Linked DNA regions of Mus musculus: all the other regions are linked to region 1. A link is a contact called in public Hi-C, HiChIP or PLAC-seq and promoter capture Hi-C data. All regions are on one chromosome and are shown on one strand. The core of a region is the stretch at or near the end of the contact, and the rest is flanking DNA. Distances in the headings are between cores, read along the strand shown. Region 1 holds the start of Atp13a1 (ATPase type 13A1). Region 2 holds the start of Slc35e1 (solute carrier family 35, member E1). Region 3 holds the start of Cherp (calcium homeostasis endoplasmic reticulum protein). Region 4 holds the start of Eps15l1 (epidermal growth factor receptor pathway substrate 15-like 1). Region 5 holds the start of Rab8a (RAB8A, member RAS oncogene family). Region 6 holds the start of Zfp961 (zinc finger protein 961). Region 7 holds the start of Zfp882 (zinc finger protein 882).

The links. Promoter capture Hi-C pulls out the DNA fragments that hold promoters and counts their contacts. A called contact is a pair of places that touch in the nucleus more often than the background predicts. HiChIP or PLAC-seq counts read pairs in DNA pulled down with a chosen protein or histone mark. Capture Hi-C pulls out chosen DNA fragments and counts their contacts.
Region 2: a contact with region 1 is called in an H3K27ac HiChIP or PLAC-seq map of thymic regulatory T cells, with 8 times the contacts expected there. The contact joins the promoter of Slc35e1 here to the promoter of Atp13a1 in region 1. A contact is called at or near these places in 2 of 39 promoter capture datasets (embryonic stem cells and liver), 2 of 115 datasets of contacts at active chromatin or transcription factors (large pre-B cells and thymic regulatory T cells) and 2 of 9 other capture datasets (adipose tissue and liver).
Region 3: a promoter capture Hi-C map of liver shows a contact between it and region 1, with 4 times the contacts expected there. The contact joins the promoter of Cherp here to the promoter of Atp13a1 in region 1. A contact is called at or near these places in 4 of 39 promoter capture datasets (embryonic stem cells, hippocampal neurons and liver), 1 of 484 Hi-C or Micro-C datasets (B cells) and 3 of 9 other capture datasets (adipose tissue, liver and pancreatic islet).
Region 4: a contact with region 1 is called in a promoter capture Hi-C map of adipose tissue, with 5 times the contacts expected there. The contact joins the promoter of Eps15l1 here to the promoter of Atp13a1 in region 1. A contact is called at or near these places in 2 of 9 other capture datasets (adipose tissue and liver).
Region 5: a contact with region 1 is called in a Hi-C map of B cells, with 6 read pairs. The contact joins the promoter of Rab8a here to the promoter of Atp13a1 in region 1. A contact is called at or near these places in 4 of 39 promoter capture datasets (hippocampal neurons, liver and pre-B cells), 1 of 484 Hi-C or Micro-C datasets (B cells) and 1 of 9 other capture datasets (adipose tissue).
Region 6: a promoter capture Hi-C map of hippocampal neurons shows a contact between it and region 1, with 3 times the contacts expected there. The contact joins the promoter of Zfp961 here to the promoter of Atp13a1 in region 1. A contact is called at or near these places in 1 of 39 promoter capture datasets (hippocampal neurons) and 2 of 9 other capture datasets (adipose tissue and liver).
Region 7: a promoter capture Hi-C map of hippocampal neurons shows a contact between it and region 1, with 2.3 times the contacts expected there. The contact joins the promoter of Zfp882 here to the promoter of Atp13a1 in region 1. A contact is called at or near these places in 2 of 39 promoter capture datasets (hippocampal neurons and liver).

Annotation. Positions count from the first base shown.
Region 1 is chr8:69,789,850-69,792,458 of GRCm38.p6, reverse strand. Atp13a1 (ATPase type 13A1) reads right to left here and starts at 1,296. Exons shown (of 26, transcript NM_133224.2): 1 at 818-1,296. The coding sequence starts at 1,204.
Region 2 is chr8:72,491,331-72,493,939 of GRCm38.p6, reverse strand. It overlaps Slc35e1 (solute carrier family 35, member E1), which reads left to right and starts at 1,326. Exons shown (of 6, transcript NM_177766.3): 1 at 1,326-1,774; 2 at 2,028-2,098. The coding sequence starts at 1,354.
Region 3 is chr8:72,473,953-72,476,561 of GRCm38.p6, reverse strand. It overlaps Cherp (calcium homeostasis endoplasmic reticulum protein), which reads left to right and starts at 1,329. Exons shown (of 18, transcript NM_138585.3): 1 at 1,329-1,504; 2 at 1,777-1,950. The coding sequence starts at 1,480.
Region 4 is chr8:72,420,148-72,422,756 of GRCm38.p6, reverse strand. Eps15l1 (epidermal growth factor receptor pathway substrate 15-like 1) reads left to right here and starts at 1,283. Exons shown (of 24, transcript NM_007944.3): 1 at 1,283-1,352. The coding sequence starts at 1,320. Gm46043 (a long non-coding RNA gene) reads right to left here. Exons shown (of 3, transcript XR_001778581.2): 1 at 977-2,609.
Region 5 is chr8:72,159,882-72,162,490 of GRCm38.p6, reverse strand. Rab8a (RAB8A, member RAS oncogene family) reads right to left here and starts at 1,291. Exons shown (of 8, transcript NM_023126.2): 1 at 1,009-1,291. The coding sequence starts at 1,132.
Region 6 is chr8:71,949,736-71,952,344 of GRCm38.p6, reverse strand. Zfp961 (zinc finger protein 961) reads right to left here and starts at 1,279. Exons shown (of 4, transcript NM_001164581.1): 1 at 1,185-1,279. The coding sequence starts at 1,250.
Region 7 is chr8:71,907,285-71,909,893 of GRCm38.p6, reverse strand. Zfp882 (zinc finger protein 882) reads right to left here and starts at 1,288. Exons shown (of 3, transcript NM_001166645.1): 1 at 1,156-1,288. The coding sequence starts at 1,158.

The DNA of each region.
Region 1 (2,609 bases), core at 47-2,546:
AACCTAGAGTACCTTAAAGTCAGTGCTTCCTGTAGTGACACTATGTTTAGAGTTCTGAATTTAGAATCACTGCACCATTCTGACAAGCCCTCATCTTAACCATACCTTACCGATAACTTGAGACTCTACGCTATTTTAAGTCACTTACAAGTAGTTCCTGGCCATCTTCAGCACCAGAATGAATTACACTCTCTTTTGGGTCTAGCAAGGGACAGACAGAAGCTGAACACTGGGCCATAGGACTTGGCTTCATACATTTGGGGGTATTACCCCACAGGTCTAATCTAACACTTAAAAAAAAAAAAAAGAAAGAAAGACCAACACAAGAGTAGAAGCCAGAAATAGTGACACAGGCTTTTAACCCGAGAACTCTGGAGGCAGAGCTAGGCGGTTCTCAGTGAGTCCTAGACGACCCAAGGCTGCATAGTGAGATCCTATCTTACAGGAAAAAAAAAAAAAGAGTAAGAAAAGAAAACCAAAACCAAGGTAGGAGATGACGGAGAAGCAAGGCGGAACCGTTCCAAGAACAATACACCATATGGGAGCTAAGAGAACAATTCACACTAACAGTAGCATATGGATCCTGCTCTAAGTGTGTTCCAGGTGTTTCTTGTGAATCAAAATAACCAGCCACAACTGCATGGCGAGTCACAGCGGGGTCAGAAGTAGGCCTGAGCCATAGGACAGGGGGCGCCGCTGGAGAATCGAGCTGTTAAGATTGGAGACTCGCAAGCCCGCGGCAGCCCGGTACCCCCGCTAGGCCCCATTGTGCCTGGGTCCCGGTCCGGGTCGGGGTCGGGCGCGCGCGCGCACTTACCGGGGTGCAGGTGAGCGCGCAGTGCGCGTGCACAGACCAATGCCCCGACAGGACAGTGAGTGCGTGCGCGAGGCAGATGGTGGCGAGCGCCAGCAGCGCGGCCTCGGGTATCTGGGTCCAGCTGCTGCCCCATCCCCAGCAACCGCTGGCGGCGGCGCCCAGCCAGGCTGGGTACAGCAGCCCGGCAAACGGCAGCACGGTGAGGCGCCGCAGAAGCGCCAGCCGCCGGTACGGCCACACGGCGGCCACCAGTTCGTCGCCGTTCGCTATGAGTGCTGGCCCGGCAGCTAGGCCCGGCCGCAATCGCGACCCAGGCTGAGGAGACCCGTTGTCCCGGGCCCCGCCAGGCCGGGCTCCGCAAGGAACCGCGTTGCCCACCACCGCCATCTTTCCCAGCGCTGCGCTGGCTTCCGGCAGAGGCACCGCCCCACTTCCGGTCTATTACTTCCGGTAAGGTCTGAGCGCCACCTTGGAATAGGAAGCGCCTAGGTAAACCGTTAGGTGGGTTAACACAAGTGTCTGTTCAGGGCGCCGCCATGACAAAGAAGGTACCAAAGGTCCAAATCAGCTTGCTAAGGTCGGCCGTGGCGAACTAAGAACGCAAAAGATGTAGACGGGCAGGGCGGGATTGACATCAGCAAGAGACCCTGAAACGGAAGAGCCCGTCCCTTCTCAGCAACTTTTCCGGCATCTATCTAGGAAAGAGCCTCCGTTTGGGGAGGAGAAAAGCTTACCCTAAGATACAAACTTTAGGACTTGGGACCTTTTGAGGGCGGGTTTGGGAGGAGGCGGAGCTTTCGCAAGGTAGGGTTGAGGGTGCCTTTTCCATGCAAGCCATACGGTAATAAGTACACAAGGTCACATTAACATAAATGGAAAATTAGGTACTTATGAAATATACTATGATGCTTTATGCAACTATTCTGTACAAGTACTGTTATTTAAACACAGCCATAAGAAGGTTTTGAAGATTTAAAAATATATAAGTATGTATCTGTCTCTGTGTGTGTGTGTGTGTGTGTGTGCGCGCGCGCGCTGTGCAGTTCCTACGGGGCCCTAAGAATTCGTCTGAGGTGGGAGCGGGTAAAAAAAAAAAAAAAAGAATGTGTCTGAATCCTGGATTTGGAGTTACAGTTAGTTGTGAGTGTGAGTTCTGGGAATTAAATACAGATCCTCTGGAAGAGCAGCCAGTGCTGATAGTGGCCGCTGCCTTTGACTCGCGAGTGCTGGCCACCCTACCCAGATCCAATATAGATCATTTTTATTCTTTTTCAATGTTATTTTGCTTGGTAGTGCAGGGCATCTCATGTATAAGCAAAGCTGAAGTAGGAAGATGACAACTTCAAGGTCATCTGAGAACTTAAGGAGACTTTTTCCAGACTTAAAAAAAAAAATAAAAGTGTTGGCTAGTTCAGTGTTAGAGTGCTTGCCCAGCATTCTTGAAATCCTGGGTTTCATTCTTTGTAAAAACAAACAAATAGAAAAACTCACACAGCCCCCTGACTGCAGCCTGCTGTTGCATAGTGATTTTCTCTCAGTTGAAATGACTGGAGGAAAGTTTGATAAGAGGACTAAGGAAGTTCTAAAGGCAGGCCTTGTCTCCTCGCTTCTCTTCACTCTATCCCACCCCAGGGGATTAGTCTCCAGTCCTTGGGCTTGGCAGCAAATGCTCTTGCCCTCTGAGCCTGCTCTCTACAGAGAGGTCCGTTAAGACTCAGGAAATAATTCAGAGGCTGAAGAAATTCCTGAAACCTTAGCAGGTGCAGCAGGCTCACTTCTCCCCGAGGTTATT
Region 2 (2,609 bases), core at 77-2,576, 2.7 Mb before region 1:
TTACAGGGCCATTTGAGGAGGTGAAACCACAGCTGGGTTGCCCTGAGTACATGTACCTGTTGTGAAATGAAAAAGCTTCCAGAGTTGCCAGGGCCAAATCCAATATGAAATAAAAGCAACCAAAACACATCAGTGGGGCCATCTGACACTGCTCTGTCCAAAGATCCTAATTCCTCTTGTATTTAGTTTGTGACAAAGGCCTTAGGGTACAAAGCCCAGCGTCCTATCACCATATTCTTAAACTCCTGCTTTGGGAGGGACCAGGCCATTTTCTACTCAGATCCACAAGGACTGCCACATGTGTGATGAGTATCCAGCAAACCCCAGGGTACAACACAGTCTACCTTGAAGAACGGGTGAGTAGCTACGCATGGTGCTCAGGAGGCGGAGGCAGGCAAATCTCTGAGTTCGAAGCTAGCCTAATCTACAAATCGAGTCCATGACAGCCAGGAATCTGTTACACAGAGAAAAGCAAACCAAAACATAGGTGAGGTAGAAAGACACCCTGGCATTCAAGGAGACGCTGTAAAGGAGAATATTGAGGTTGGCGAGATGGCTCAGCAAATAAACGCTTGCTGCCAGAGTTAGTTTCTTTTCCTGGATGCACATGGTAGAAAAGAGACAAAAGACTCAACTCGTCTGACCTCAATATGTGTATACACACGCTCGTGCCCGCCTCCATAAATGAACACATTTTAAGGAGCGCGAACAACTATTCTCCCTCACTTAAAAGCACACGATCTTGGGAATCGAGTTTTGTAAGTCTAGTCCTGCCTTCGTGGTTTTGCCCAGCATCGTACCGGTCAGCTGAGCTCTTAAGACACTGTCGCAGGAGACACTTAACCCTGGATTTCTCTCGGTTGGTCTGTGAGGGGAAATTGACACCTACCGCACAGCTTCCGAGGACCCGGCGTAGTCCAGAGGATTTACCGCAATCGGTTTCTTTTCTTCTAAAAGATCTAAGCCCTGTCTACGCCCCAGGCACGCGGCTTCCACAGCCTCAAGTGGGCGGGCCCGCGTCGCCCGGCACCTCCCACGGAGTCCTGCCAGTCACCGGAGAGAACGTAACGCGCTTAACCCACCCGCGGGCCCTACGGCCCGCCTTCCGGGCTTAGCCCCGCCCCCTCCCGGAAAGCGTTTAAGTGAGGGTAGGGCCCTCGCCGACGACGTGTACGGGCGCGTCGGCGGACGCGCGACGATGACGTATGGGGCGGTGGCCAATGGCGAGCGGCGATGACGCAAGGGCCAGGGGCCAATGGTGAGCGGCGTCTGCCGGCGCGCCCTCCAGGGCTGTCCCGCCCCCTGCCCGCGTCCGGCGGTCGTCCGGCGGGAAGGGGCGGCCGCTCGGGCAGGATGGCGGCGGCGGCAACCGCGGGTCCCGGCGCGGGCGCAGGGGTCCCGGGCGCGGGTGGCGGCGGCGGGGCGCGCGAGGGTGCGCGGGTGGCGGTGCTGTGTCTACTATGGTACGCGCTGAGCGCGGGCGGTAACGTGGTCAACAAGGTGATTTTGAGCGCCTTCCCGTTCCCGGTCACCGTGTCGCTGTGCCACATCCTAGCGCTGTGCGCGGGGCTGCCGCCGCTGCTGCGCGCCTGGCGCGTGCCGCCCGCGCCACCCGTGTCGGGCCCCGGACCCGGCCCGCATCCGGCGTCCGGCCCGCTGCTGCCGCCGCGCTTCTATCCGCGTTACGTACTGCCGCTTGCCTTTGGCAAGTACTTCGCGTCGGTGTCGGCGCACGTCAGCATCTGGAAGGTGCCGGTCTCCTACGCGCACACCGGTAAGTGCTGAGGCGGGCTTTGCGCGCTGTCTGGGGCTTCGAAGTGTGGGTACGAGTGCGCGGGCCGTCTGACTGAGACGCCGCCAAGGTGCGTCGGATTCTCACGTTGGAAAAGGTCTGAGGAGTTTACCGAGCGCCTAGCAGAATTGACTCCAGCTATTGGGATCGAGAGGAAGCCTTACAGAAGGAAGGTTCAGGGTCGGGTGTGCAGGTTGCCAGGACTGCCCACTGAGTGCCTTTTCCTCTCTTGCAGTCAAGGCCACCATGCCCATCTGGGTGGTCCTCCTGTCCCGGATCATCATGAAGGAGAAACAGAGCACCAAGGTAACTCTGGCAGAAGCCCTGGGCTAGGCGGGATTCCCAGTAGCTGACCAGGTTGATGACGTGGTTGGACCGTGGCATCCTCCTGCTTCCTGTCAAATAAGGAAGTCAAGGTGTCAGCCTTGTCCTGTGGCTAGCACCTAGCATCCCGCACTCACCTTTCAGACAGCAGATGTGTGTGTGAATGGGGCGATATCACCACATAATCTCTTGCTTGTTGTCCCTGAGCGCCACATCCCTCTGGCGTCCACTGTTCTTTTCTGTTATGATTCCGACTCTGGGATTGGTGGTAGGTGATGTCTTTGGTTCCATTTTAGCAAGTCACCAACAAATTAAGTTGGGACAAGTTTTCCTTCTCTTATTTTATTTTCTAATGTTTATTTATGTGTGTGTGTTGTGCATTGCCACGTGTATGGAAGTCAGAGGACAGTTTTCACCTTGTGGATACCTGGGATCAGATTCAAGTTGTCAGGCCTGGTCCTGACGAACTTACAAACTATCATGTCCTAGTTTT
Region 3 (2,609 bases), core at 80-2,579, 2.7 Mb before region 1:
TCTATTTACTGTGAGCCACACAGAGTCCCTACAAGGTCACAATAGTCTTTGGGGATTGCAGGCCTGTGCTGCTGTTGTCTGGTTTTTACACTGAATTCTTGGACCTGAACTCAGGTGGTCCTGCTCCCATGACAAGCACATCACCATTGAGCTATCTCTGCAGCTCCAAGAGTAGGACATTATAAAGGGGCTTCACAGCAGGCAAGACAGGAGTTACAGGAAGGGCATAGGGATCAGGATACCTGCTAGGCTCAACTTCCTCCTTCCTCCTCATATAATCGTGGTGTGGTGCTTCCAGCAGTAAGAATATCCAATTAGGAAAAGTCGGAGACCCTGGCATAACAGGCTCAAAGGATCACTAAGGGCTTAGTGGCCAGCACAAACTCAGAAAGTAAATCATGCCAGTGCTGTAGATCCTGTGCCTGCTTCCAGCTTCTTTAGGCCCTGAAGTCACGTACACAAACCCACCTGACACATAATTAAACCTTTGTTTTCGAGACAGGGTTTCTCTGTATAGTCCTGGCTATCCTGAAACTCTTTGTAGACCAAATTGGTTTTGAACTTGAGATCTGTCTGCCACTGCCTCCCAAGTGTTGAGACTAAAGGCGTGCGCTACCATGCCCGGCAAAATATAAATCTTTTTTTCTTTCTAAAGGTCGATGGTATATCTCAGTGATTGCCTAACATGCAGCCAGTCCTGTCTTCCATCCCCAGTATCCTGTAACCCTGGTGTGGTGGTGGCACACGCCTGTCATCTCAGTACTTAAGAGCTAAGAGGAGGATCGGGAGTGCAAGATTATCTAAGGCTGTGTGGGGAGTTAGAGATCAGCTTGGGCTCTATGAGACCTAATATTCAAAAACCAGGAGTAAGTAATAATATAAATAAACAGAAGGGATGGGGTGTTGACGCAGCTTCCGCTTCTCCTTCCATAGAACGTCTATAGTCGCTTCAGAAGAGATGTCTTTGCTCCACGTCGGTCTGATGTGATGTTGTGGAGCCCCAATGCTCAAAATTCTTACCCAGAAGGAGCATATCGGAACAGGAGCCGAGTGAGGTGTGATTCGCCAAAACCATCACCTGCCGATCCCGCCTTCTGGATGGCGTAAAAGGATGTGAAAGACGCAGAGGCCTGGGAGTGCACGCGTTCGCAAGAACGCAGCAGAAACCCAGAGTACCGCCGGCGCAGCTTCTCACGCTCCAGCGCGTCGGGGAACAGCGGCCGGGCCGCCGCATGCGCAAAGAGGCTCACGCGCATGCGTCTCACTAGGCCATCCTTCTCTGGAGTCCTCACGCAGTCCCTTCCCGCCCTCCTCCGGTCTTCACTTCCGGTGTTTCCCAGCGACAGCCGTAAATGGCGCGCGAAGCGGCCCGCGAGGCCGTCGTAAACGTCGCCCTTCGCGCCACTTCCGGCCGGCTTCTGTGGCCGGTGCTGGTAAGCGATCGTGAGGCGGCGGAGGACGTTGCCAGTGGCTGCAGCCATGGAGATGCCGATGCCGCCAGATGGTGAGGCCGGTCCCTGAGCTGAGGTCGTTGGGTTCTTCTCGTGTGCCCCCGCCGGCCAGCCGTGCCTCCTCGCGTTGCCGGGCCAGTGACGGAGCGCGCTGCGGCCTCGCCGCTCCTCCCTCGGCCTCTCCGTGGTTCCCCGCATTCCTGGCGCGCGCTTGGCCCTAGTCAGGACCCGTACACCACCGCCTTGCAGTGGCCCGCCCCAGAGGACCCCGGCCTGGTCCCCGGGTCAGGCTGCCCCCACTGACGCCTTTTCCTCTGTTTTGCAGATCAGGAGCTTCGAAATGTCATCGATAAGCTCGCTCAGTTTGTGGCTCGCAACGGACCCGAGTTCGAGAAAATGACGATGGAGAAGCAGAAGGACAACCCTAAGTTCTCGTTTCTGTTTGGAGGCGAGTTCTACAGTTACTACAAGTGCAAGCTGGCACTGGAGCAGCAACAGCGTGAGTTCCCCTCAGGCCCTCAGCCGCCTCGGGGTTCAATGCGGGCCCCGCCGCAGCCAATTTCTTTAGAGTTGCAAGTTTCCTCTGCAGAGCAGAGCAGCCGTTCTTCTGTCCTACCCGGAGCCCTGTACCAAGATAGACTGCTGGATCTGTGTGTCATAAGGAGAGACTATCATATATTCTCTATCCAGGCTTTTGGGTCGGGAGTGGTCCCTGGGTGGTCTTTGCAGAGGCAATTGCGGATCTGCAGGAAGGTGGGAACTGTGCAAACTGTGCAGCCTTTCTGCAGGCTGAGACCATAGCTTTCTGCATTTCAGGTGCATAGATCAAAAAGCTTTCCCTTTAGTTTTTGCAACGTTTTTCTTTTCCTTTTTTTTTTTTTTTTTTTTTTGCTTTCGAGATAGGGTTTCTCTGTGTAGTCCTGACTGTTCTAGAGCTAGTTTTGTAAACTAGATTTAAACATCAAGAAAAATATGATTAAAAATAATAGAAATAATAAAAAGTTTAGAGCCAGGGATGATGGGACCACCGCTTTAATCTCAACACTTAGAAGGCAAAGGCAGGTCGATCTCTGTGAGTTTGTGGCCAACTGATTGTACAAGTTCCAGTACAGGCAAGACTACATAGACTGCCTAAAAAAAAAAAAAAAAAAAAACAAA
Region 4 (2,609 bases), core at 34-2,533, 2.6 Mb before region 1:
GCCAAGGCTAACAACCTGAGTCCTATCTCTGTGACTCATGGTGGAAGGGGCCATCCAACACACAAATCTTTTAAGATGTAAGTTAAAATGTAACTTAAAAAAAAAAAAAAAGACAAAGAAATACCAGAGTAGGGGCTGGTGAGATGGCTCAGTGGGTAAGAGCACCCGACTGCTCTTCTGAAGGTTCGGAGTTCAAATCCCAGCAACCACATGGTGGCTCACAACCATCCTTAACAAGATCTGACTCCCTCTTCTGGATTGTCTGAAGATAGCTACAGTGTACTTACATATAATAAATAAATGAATCTTTAAAAAAAAAAAAAAAAAGAAATACCAGAGTAGCTGAAGATATAGTTAGTTGGTTAAGGGTGCTTGTTGCTTTTCCAGAGGACCCTAGTTCTGTTCCCACTCATATCGGGGGTTGGGGGCTCATAAGTGCTTTTAACTCCAGCTCAATGGCATCTAATAAACTCTTCTCTCTTGGGCAGGCATTGGCACGAGCACAGCAGGCATATACACATAAAAAAACAACAAAAAACACCAGATGTCAGGCTACACCCACATCTGCAAGCAATCAGAACCCAAATCTGTTTAACAAGCATACTGAGTGGTACTAACACTGCATATGGCCCAAGTTAGACTTGAGCACCATGGTACTTTGTTGTGTGCCACTGTCTCCATTTCCCCGGGAAAAGTTCAGCAAACCCTAGGCATTAGTAGAGGCTACTAGAGTGGAGAAGTTAAGACGGTGCCTGGGTTTAGCCAAGCTCCGATTCACAGACCCAGACTGGAAAGTGCAGGGAGCTGGAGTGCAGCGGTCTGGAAGGGAGCCCTACCTATCCCTTGGGTTCCCTGCCTCACAGGAGCCTCCAAAGCCAGGGGCTCGGTTTGCCCACTCCAATCAGGAGATGCACACGAGGCCCTCCCCACCCCCACAGACCGACTAGCCCGCCCACTCTCGGCCCACTAAACTTACGAGGCTCCGAACCTTCTAGTCACGCTGTGCTTTAGGCTAGGCTCTCTAAATCACCCGGTACGGCCAACTCTGGTAAGGCTATGCGACAGAGCCTTCCCCATAAAGGCTCCGCCTCCAGCCAGAACTGCCCCGCCCTCTCCACTGTGATCGAGGCTCCGCCCTCTTACTGCAAAACTTCTCACGGGAGGACTTGGATTCCCTTCTGCGCACGTGTACTCTGGTCCTGTGGCCTGTCCTTGCGCTGGCTGTGCTGCGCGCGCATCGCATCCCTCCTTCGTACTAGTGCGCAGGCACGGCCCCGCCCCCGTTCCTTCGGCGCTCCGGAGGCCGAGTCCGCACGAAGATGGCGGCGCCGCTTGTACCCCTCTCGCAGCAGGTATGGTGCTGGGGTGCGCCGTGGGGCGGTGCGGACGGTGGTTGCCGCGAGAAAGATAAGTCGTCGCGGAAGCGCGGCTCCAGGGGACCGCGGAGGCGCGCGCTGAAGGCTCAGAGGCTGAGTGGCGGGGGCCGGGCGGTTCTGAAGGTGACAGGCCGGAGCGGCCCGCATACTCTTGCGCCGGGCGACCCCCGAGCGGCTGCGAAGAGGTGATGGGGCGCGGCCGCTGCGTATGTCTGCTCCGTCTGGGGCCTGGCCAGGTTAAGGGACGGGGGGGGGTTTGGGGGGTGGGCGCTGTTGTTCGAGCCGCGTCGCGCTTCGTCCCCGCGGAGGCGAGCGAGAGCGGTGGGCCCGCCGCCAGTCTTTGTCTCCCGCGGGGTCGGGCGTCGGGGCGGGTGGTGTCCCATACTGGAGTCGCAAGGGGAACCGGGACACGCCCGCTTCGCCTCTGGCCGCCCAGCCCTCCTTCCCCCGAGATCCGCTTCCGCTGCTCTGTGCGGTGCGAAAAGCGCGGATCCTACGCCCCCAACGGTATGCACCAGTCTTCGTCCTCAGGGTCGCTGGATGGTTTTCTTGAACGTATCAAATGCTACAGGGACGTACAGAATAGCAGTGAGAAGGCCATTGTGCTTCTAGCGGAAAACATTCATTCATTCTTCAGCCACTTTCTAACGTGCTTGGGATCAGGTGCTTGGGAGCTCAGCAGTCTCTCACTGACAAAGTCTCTAGTTCCAGGTGACATCCATAAGAATTAGAAAGTATTCCTGTCCTGCTAATTTGCCAAATTACCCGTTTGTTCCACACAGCATATTATATGCACTTTGCTAGAATCGTCTTTCGCAGGGTCATGGTTACCAGGAGGAAGCATTTTATATTCAGATCTCGGCTCCAACTCTGGAAGAGTGTCCTTGAAGCAGGCTTCTTAACCTCAGCATATCAATTACCTCATTTGGAAAATAGAGATGTAAAATGCATTAGCAGAAAACTGTGGAAAGCACATTTTGCCTAACACATTGGAAGCTCTTTTGTTACCCGTCAATAAATTCGGGTGTTTGGGACTAAGACAAGAGCAAGTATGAATGCCAAAGCTGGTAAGAACTGCTTGGCAGGCTGATGCACCCAGGTCACCTGGTCTGAAGGAGAGGGCAATACAGGGTGGTTAAGTCCTGGAAGGACCAGCCACCAGCAGCCTTGACACTATATTAACATGTGGAGACCAGTAGATATTAATTAACATGCTCTTACAGCACCTGTGAT
Region 5 (2,609 bases), core at 42-2,541, 2.4 Mb before region 1:
CAGGGTTCCAACAATGGAACCACATCCTGACTAGGGATAAACCAAGCCTAGTGACTATTCTCTTGTTTCAGGACCATACACCATCCAGGTCACTCTGTTTGGCAGGATTTACTTCCAGGTAACACTCAATGTGAGCCATGACTATTCATGGTAAGGAGCATGGTCAGCACCATTTTTGACGTCAGAACTGGGGCCATCACAAGCCAATTCTGTTCAACTGTGCCGTGAGGCAGCCCTGGGGAAAAGCTGTTCAGGTGGTGTTCTTGGCCCAGTGAAAGGAAGTCAGTCAAGGCTGCACGTAGCCATGGCTGGACTTAGTTTCTTACTGGAACTTTTTCTCTTGTATTCCCACCAGGATGACAGATACTGTCACCATTCCTCAGAGAGAAGGCAGGAGGACTTTGGGTTGGAGTCCTGACTTAGATGTGGATCAGTGGTGCTGGTCCTTTGAAGCTCTGGAACAGCTGAACCTTGAATTTTGGAGTCAGACACACCTGGGTTCAAATCTCATCCCTAATACCTGTAGACTGTGACCTTCAGTGCGTGCCGCACCCTCCCTCAGTTTCAAATTCCTCCTCCAGGGACAAAGCACCCATCACGAGTACACTACAGATTTGATACTGCACATGCCAAGCTTGCCACATAGGAAACTACGAGGTCAGGTGTCACCTCCATGCCTCAGTTTCCACTTTTGGAAGACGGGGGTCTCCCCGGAAGAACAGTGTAGAGGTCTGATGTAAAGACACAGAGAGTTGACAGGCGCCAGGACCCCAGGGCAGGCTCTTCCTCAGACTGCAGCCTGCATGTCCCTGTCTGCACCTTGGTCTCCGGCGCCCGCCAGGGTCCCGGCCTGGACTCCCTGGCGGGAGGTGGAGGCCGCTGCGGTTCTCTGTCCAGCCCCGTGACCCTCCCGGATCCTCGGCCCGAGTGGATCCTGAGTCGATCCCTCAGCCCAGCCCCATAGGGGCGCGTCCAGCCCTGGTCACCGGCCGCCCAAGGCCCCGCTACCTATGGTAGAGATGAATGTGGAGTTGAAGGCGTCCTCGGAGAAGCGGAACAGGACACAGGTCTTCCCTACCCCCGAGTCCCCGATCAGCAGCAGCTTGAACAGGTAATCGTAGGTCTTCGCCATATTACACTCTCTCCCCGACGGGAAGTACGGCCGGCGCCTCGCCACTGGTCGCTGGACCCGTCTATCATCTCAGATCCCGCCCCCTATTGGCCCCCTGCCCGCCGCGCATCATCCAGGCCTACGCCCGCCACCCGGAGCCCCGCCTGTCGCAGAGAGCCCAGGGGAAAAAGGCGAAAGCGGCGCAGAGCCGGAAGCAGCCGACTGCACAGCCCATTGGTTGACGCTTGGTATAGGGAGGTTTGTTATTGGCTAGTGCTGGAGAGTCGAGGGTGAGGGCGTCAAATGACCAGCGATGGGTGTGGTCACATCTTGACCCCGCCTTCCCGTGCGCGCCTTCTCCTCAGCCCTTCAGCGTCCAGGCCCTGCCCCCGACAGGAGGGACCCCAACAATTCCGCGCGCTGGTTGATGAGAGAGTGGGAGGGACGGGCTTGGTGAACAGGCGCAAGCGTACTGGGAAGACGGTTGGCTCTGGCAGAGAGCGCACGCGCGCAGAGAACGCCTCGTGTTTCCCGCCTTCTCTGCCTGCGCAGCAGCAGCCGTAGCCGCAGCCGGCGCTGAGGCGAAGCGCAGGAAGTACCTGTGGTAATGCTTCTGAGGAGGATTTTCGGCGGTGCAAAAGTGGCGCGGGTTAAGATGTGCTGCAGACTCGCTCCTCGGCCTTGGCGCCCACCATTGGACTTACTTAGGTGCTGTACAGGCAAGCCGGCCATTGCCGTGAGCGATCCCAGGGCTTCAGCGCCGGTAGGGCTATGTTATCATTTCCAAGTAATGGCAGCGTTTTTTGTTTTGTTTTGTTTTGTTTTCTTTTCTGTGCTTGCGGGTGCTATCTATACTTAAAAATAAGTCAAGGTCCTTCACCCCACACCAGCCCGGCTTGGTAGGTAATCTTTTCCTCGTTTTATGGTAAGTATACTGAAGACAGGTGAAGTGACTTTCCTAGGTTTCAGAGTAGCATTTTTTTTTCCCTTCTGTTTTTTAATATGTTGAGGTGTAGTCCCGGAGTAACGGGAGAACAGTGACAAAATAAAATAAAGCCACATTAAGATAAACATCTGAGGGCTGGAGAGATGGCTCAGCGGTTAAGACTACTCTTCCAGAGGCCTTGAGTTCAATACCCAGCAACCACATGGTGCCTCATAACCATCTGTAATGGAATCCAGTGCCCCCTTTTGGTGTGTCTGAAGACAACTACAGTGTACTCAAATCTTAAAAAGAAAAAAGGAGTGGGGGGGGGTGGATAGATGGCTCAGTGTTTAAGAGCACTTACTGATCTTCCAGAGGTCCTGAATTACATGGTGGCTCACAATCATCAGTAATGAGATCTGATGCCCTCTTCTGGGGTGTCTAAAGACAGCTACAGTGTACTTACATATAATAAATAAATTAAAAAAAAAAAGATCTGAGTTGCTGACTACATGGCTCAGCCAGTAAAGTAAGTCATTTGTTGCTAAATCTGAGGATTGTATTCAATTCCTG
Region 6 (2,609 bases), core at 30-2,529, 2.2 Mb before region 1:
GTCCAGACACAAGTTATGAAGTAGTACTGGTCAGTTGGGGGTTACAGTGGGCCTCTTACCCCCACCTCTTCTGTTTGTGGTGTACCAGGAAAAGGAGAAACCTACAGTAACTGAAGGTAAATTTTTCCAAGAAGATGTGATTTTTTTTTGTTGTTGTTGGGGGACAAAAGCTCATATATATGTTGCTTTTCTCGAATCCTAGAAACACATGGTCCCACCAGGTTTGTGCCCTTCCCCCAGCCTTGAGCAGGCTAAAGCAGACCTTGTTTGCCACTGCTGGCTAGCCCAACTGGGGTAGGGTCTTCTGACCTAGGTGAAGCTGCAGCTGCAGCTTCCTGCAAGAAGCCACTACCAGCTGAGCCTGTTTTCCTGATGAGATCCTGGCAAAGTGGGGGATGGGTTTCCTCCCTTTAAAAACCAGACTCAAGAATTAAACACTGGGCCTTGCTCAGAAACTCTGTCTTTGTTTCATTCCTCTCTCGTCTGTCCTTCGCATCCAGCCCCAGCTTTCTTTTCAGGAACCCAGTTCTCCGCGGCTGCTGGTGGCTATACAGGGTTGGGAATATTCACATAGGAAATGCAATTTTATAAAAAGTAGTAAAGGAAAAAGAAAGAAGGGGCTAGTGGGATGGTTCAGCTGAAAAGGCGCTTGCTGCCAAGCCTTAGACTGGCGTTCTCCAGGTTCCACAAGGTGGAAGGAGAGACCAGACTCAGATTACTGCCCCATGGGCACCTCGATAAATAAGTGTAAATTTAAAACATCAAAAAGAACACAAGCCGGGCGTGGTGGCGCACGCCTTTAATCCCAGCACTTGGGAGGCAGAGGCAGGCGGATTTCTGAGTTCGAGGCCAGCCTGGTCTACAAAGTGAGTTCCAGGACAGCCAGGGCTACACAGAGAAACCCTGTCTCGAAAAAACAAAACAAACAAACAAAAAAAAAAAACACCCCACAAAACCAGCCCAAAGAGCAAATTAACTCCGTGGGGACCCTACATAGTCCTTTCCATTTTACCCCTGAACACAAGCATACATGATCCCCTTTTACATTGCGGTTCGGCTGCGGGCTCTGGAAAAGGGCACCAGAGTCGGTTTGCAAACTCTCGGCAAGTCCCGAGCTTCCGACTGCGCAGAGCCCGCCACTCCTCTGCCCTCCGCTCCCACCCGCGTCTCTGAGATGCACTCACCATGGTGCACTCTCGTCTTGCCTGAGCTGCGCTGTGGCGGGTGTCACTGCCGCGTACCTTGCGCATTGCTAAGCCGCCAAGGACAGCGCCGAAAATGGCGGCGCCCGGCCTCCGAGAGGCTTCCCGCTGCTGATTGGACGGCTCTGCTATGAGCGATTCCGATTGGCTTTAGAGTCCCTGATAGACAGGACCAGCGACCTATCGCCTTCAACATAGTCCGGAAACTGATGTTCAGGTCTGGGGTTCGCAGAGGCACCCCACAGCAGGCTCAGGTCTGACTGGGCTTGTGCGCCTGGCTGAAGGTGAACGAGTGAGTTAGAGTTGCGGGCTAATCCTAGACTGTTTAGTGAGAGGTTAACCTGGGCTGCAGGAGACCTTGTTTCCAAAAAGGACACAAGAAAAGCCAGATTTATTCGCGGAAAATTGGGTGTGATGACACACACAACCTGCCATCCCAGCACTGGGGAGATGGAGGGAAGAGGATTTGGAGTTCAAGGCCGGCTACTATAAAAGTTGTTGTGGGGCTAGCCAATGTAAAGCTTTCTTAATCTAAGGCCAGATGAAAGGACAAGGCCAGGGTCAGACTTGACAAGGTCCGGGTTGTGTCCAGAGAAGCGAGTAAGTCCCTCACCCCCAACCCCTTCTGTAACCCCACCCCACCCCCACAACCCAGGGCTGTGGATATCATTTCTAAGGCCACTATGTGCTTGGTCTGTGATGTATTTCAGATATCCTGTGTTCCTTTTGTGTAGCATTACTGATAAGGTTCCCTGTTCAATTGGGACTGGTAGAGGTGACTTGGAAATAATTAGAAAGTAGATAGGCAACTACAGAAGCAGAATTGCTCTTTAATCAGAATGTTGTGGGATATTAGCCAGAGAAGATTGCTTGGACATGGTTTAAGCCAATAGAATGTCTTTATTAACTGGTTGGCAACTACACTGGATGTTAAGGATCCTATTGTAGTACTGAGGGCCTTTCTCAGGGTGAGCTCTTAAACACAAAAACCATATTCCAGGTCAACATGCTTCAGTTAGCAAGATCAGTGAGCCAGAAGCAAAACTATAGAAGCCAAAAAACCAAGGTTTGTACATTTAGAGACTTTCCCAGAACTATAGGCTTTGATTGGCAGGTGGTGCTGTCTATGTGCTGAGTTTTACAGACCAAATGTCAACTCCATCATGGAGTCAGTGGTCTCCATGCTCCTAAGGTCTGGGGCTTGTTCTAAGAACATCTGAAGGGCAGCAGTCTCCCTGAGGAGTAGAGACTGCAGAGATACCACCAGGCACAGTCTTTAAAGCTATGCTTGGCCCTTTCCCCCAACCCTGTCCTGCAGATGAGACCTCCTTCCTGAGCTTCACCCCTGGCTTTAGTTTCAGGTACTGAGTCTCCTCAGGCGATCAAGTGTGATAATGACCTACTTAT
Region 7 (2,609 bases), core at 39-2,538, 2.1 Mb before region 1:
AATCAGAATATATTGTGTGAATTTTTTTTCAATTAAAAAAAATAAAGAAATTAAACACGACACTAGAAAAGACTACCATGATCATGGATTAGGAGAATCAATATTGCTAAAATAATTCAAAGTTGTAATTCAGATTCAATGAAATTTCCATTAAATAATCACATTTTACACACAACTAGCAACAGTTCTTAAAATTGCTATGACAGTGCAACAGACCCGGGGGGAGCCCAAGATATCCTCAGCAAAAAAAGAGCACACTGTGCAGATCTGTAATGAAAATAAACAGAACAGAACAGAACAGAACAGAACAGAACAGAACGAAGCAAAACCCGACAGAGTAGTGTCATAAATATTGATGTACAGTCCATTGGAAAAGAGAAAATAAAAATAAGCCCATACGTTCAGCCAACTGATTCTCAACAAAGGTGCCAAAAATATATACCAGAGAAAGCACCAATAAAATAATGGTGTTAATGCTGGATTTCTACATGATGTTTGAAACTAGACTCTGATCCTAGAGAAAAACCAATTCACAAATTGTTCACTTGTTGCCTGAAAATGACTGGCTGCTCAGAAAAGACAAAACACTATTAAGCACGATCAAACCCGTACCTTAATACTGTTGACATATCCCTCCAAGCAAAGCCCTTCTCTTCTAGCCACCGCTTGACACGTTTCACACTTTTTATCTCGGGCCTTCTCCCTATTTCTAACAGTCCTTTCAAATAAAGTCATGTCTCAGCATTAAAGAAGTTGAATCCCTACAAACCGCCCAACTGCATCACAGATGGCCACACTCCTTGCACCCCCATGTTGCTCACGGGGACCTGTGGATCGCCCGGTCCAGTGAGTTTGGCAATGTGGGGACGGGCCTGGGAACCGAGGGATTTCAATTGTCAATCAAGCAGCAACAACAAAAGCATTTGGATGGAGAAGACATTCAAGGATTCCAGAATCCGCTTCCCATGGACCGGAAAGACTGGGAAATCAGGTTCTACTAGGCAAAACAAAGCAGCGGCACATCGCCCCCGCGCGGCTCCCGTACCGCCAACACAGCTGGCCGCGCAGTCCAGGAGTCGCGCGCGCAGCTGCAGTCTTTGCCGTGGTTCCCGTACCGAGGGACTCGCCTGCATTCCCCGCATCCCCGATGCTCACCATAGCTGAGCTCCGGACCTCAAGCAGCCTCACGCGGCTCCAGGGTGGAGCGGCCTGAGGTCCAGCGACCCCAAACTCCCTCAGCGGACTGGACTGAGAGAGCAGTGACAATGGCGTTGCCAGGAAGAAAGATGGCGGGTGAAGAACTTCCGCTCTGTTCTCCGGGCCTCCAGCGACCTGACTCTGATACTGGGTTTGACGGTCATGAGAAACCTGAAGCTGAACAGTTTGGCACTCAACTGAGAACAGAGTCGCAACTATGGTAGCACCAGAAAGAAAGATGGCGGTGATGCTCTTCCGCTTTGCCTGACCCCAGTCTTGATTGGATCACTTATCTCATAACTGTTTTGGGGAGGGTCAATGTTACACTGCAGGGTAGAACAATACAGCACTCCCTGAGCTGACCGTACAGTTTAGCGACTTTGGCACCAGAAAGAAAAATGGAGTTAAGGAACTTCCCACTGGTGCTCTTGACCCATACACAGAGCCCCTTGTGATGTTGTATGTTGTCAAAAGACCCTTACAAAGACCACAGAGACCGCCATCGTTGCAAAACGCATGAGGATTTTACTTGTCCAACATGTTGGGGAACACCCTCTCAGCACCAGGCCAGAGGAGAGATCCAGAACAAAGGAACACACTTTTTATTACCTTTGTAAGGGCCGGATCTAGGCACCAGGGTAGTTTGGCTTATTTTAATTGGTGTAGCCAATAACCTTTTTGGACATTGGTTGATTTGTATAGGGTGACTCTCATTTTGTCTGTCCTTGTGGTTTTTAGTGTAAGGCAGGGCAGGGGCATTGTTAATCTTGTTCTGGCAGCTGTAAGCTTAGTCATTTTGACCGTTAAAACTATGTTTCTATATTTGTTTAGCCAGCCAGCTTCTTTATCTGGCTCTGTACTTGGCCTGGTAGTACAGTTTGGAAAGTCCTTTTGAAGGGGGAAGGTACTAGGTAGTCTTGAATTTATTTTGGATATTACAGTGACACGATAAAGAATCCTTACCTAACTGGAACGAAAACAAGCACTCCAGAGTTAGCCATTTCCAGAACTGTCTAGTTTAAAATAAAAATGAGTGAATGAATGAATGAATGAATGAATAAATAGTGCAGAATTCTGTCAGACCTTCAAAGAGGAGCTAATACCAATTCTCTTCCACAAAATAGAAACAGAAGGAACACTACCTACTTCATTCTATGAAGCCACAGTTATGTTGATACCAAAACCACACAATGACTCAACAAGAAAGAGAACTTTAGACCAATTTCCCTTATGAATATTGATGTAAAAATACTCAATAAAATTCTTGCAAACTGAGTCCAAGAACACATCAAAACAATAACTCACCATGATCAAGTAGGCTTCATCCCAGGGATGCAGGGATGGTTCAACATGTGAAAATCCATCAATGTAATCCACTATATAAACAAAACTCAAAGAAAAAAAAAACACAT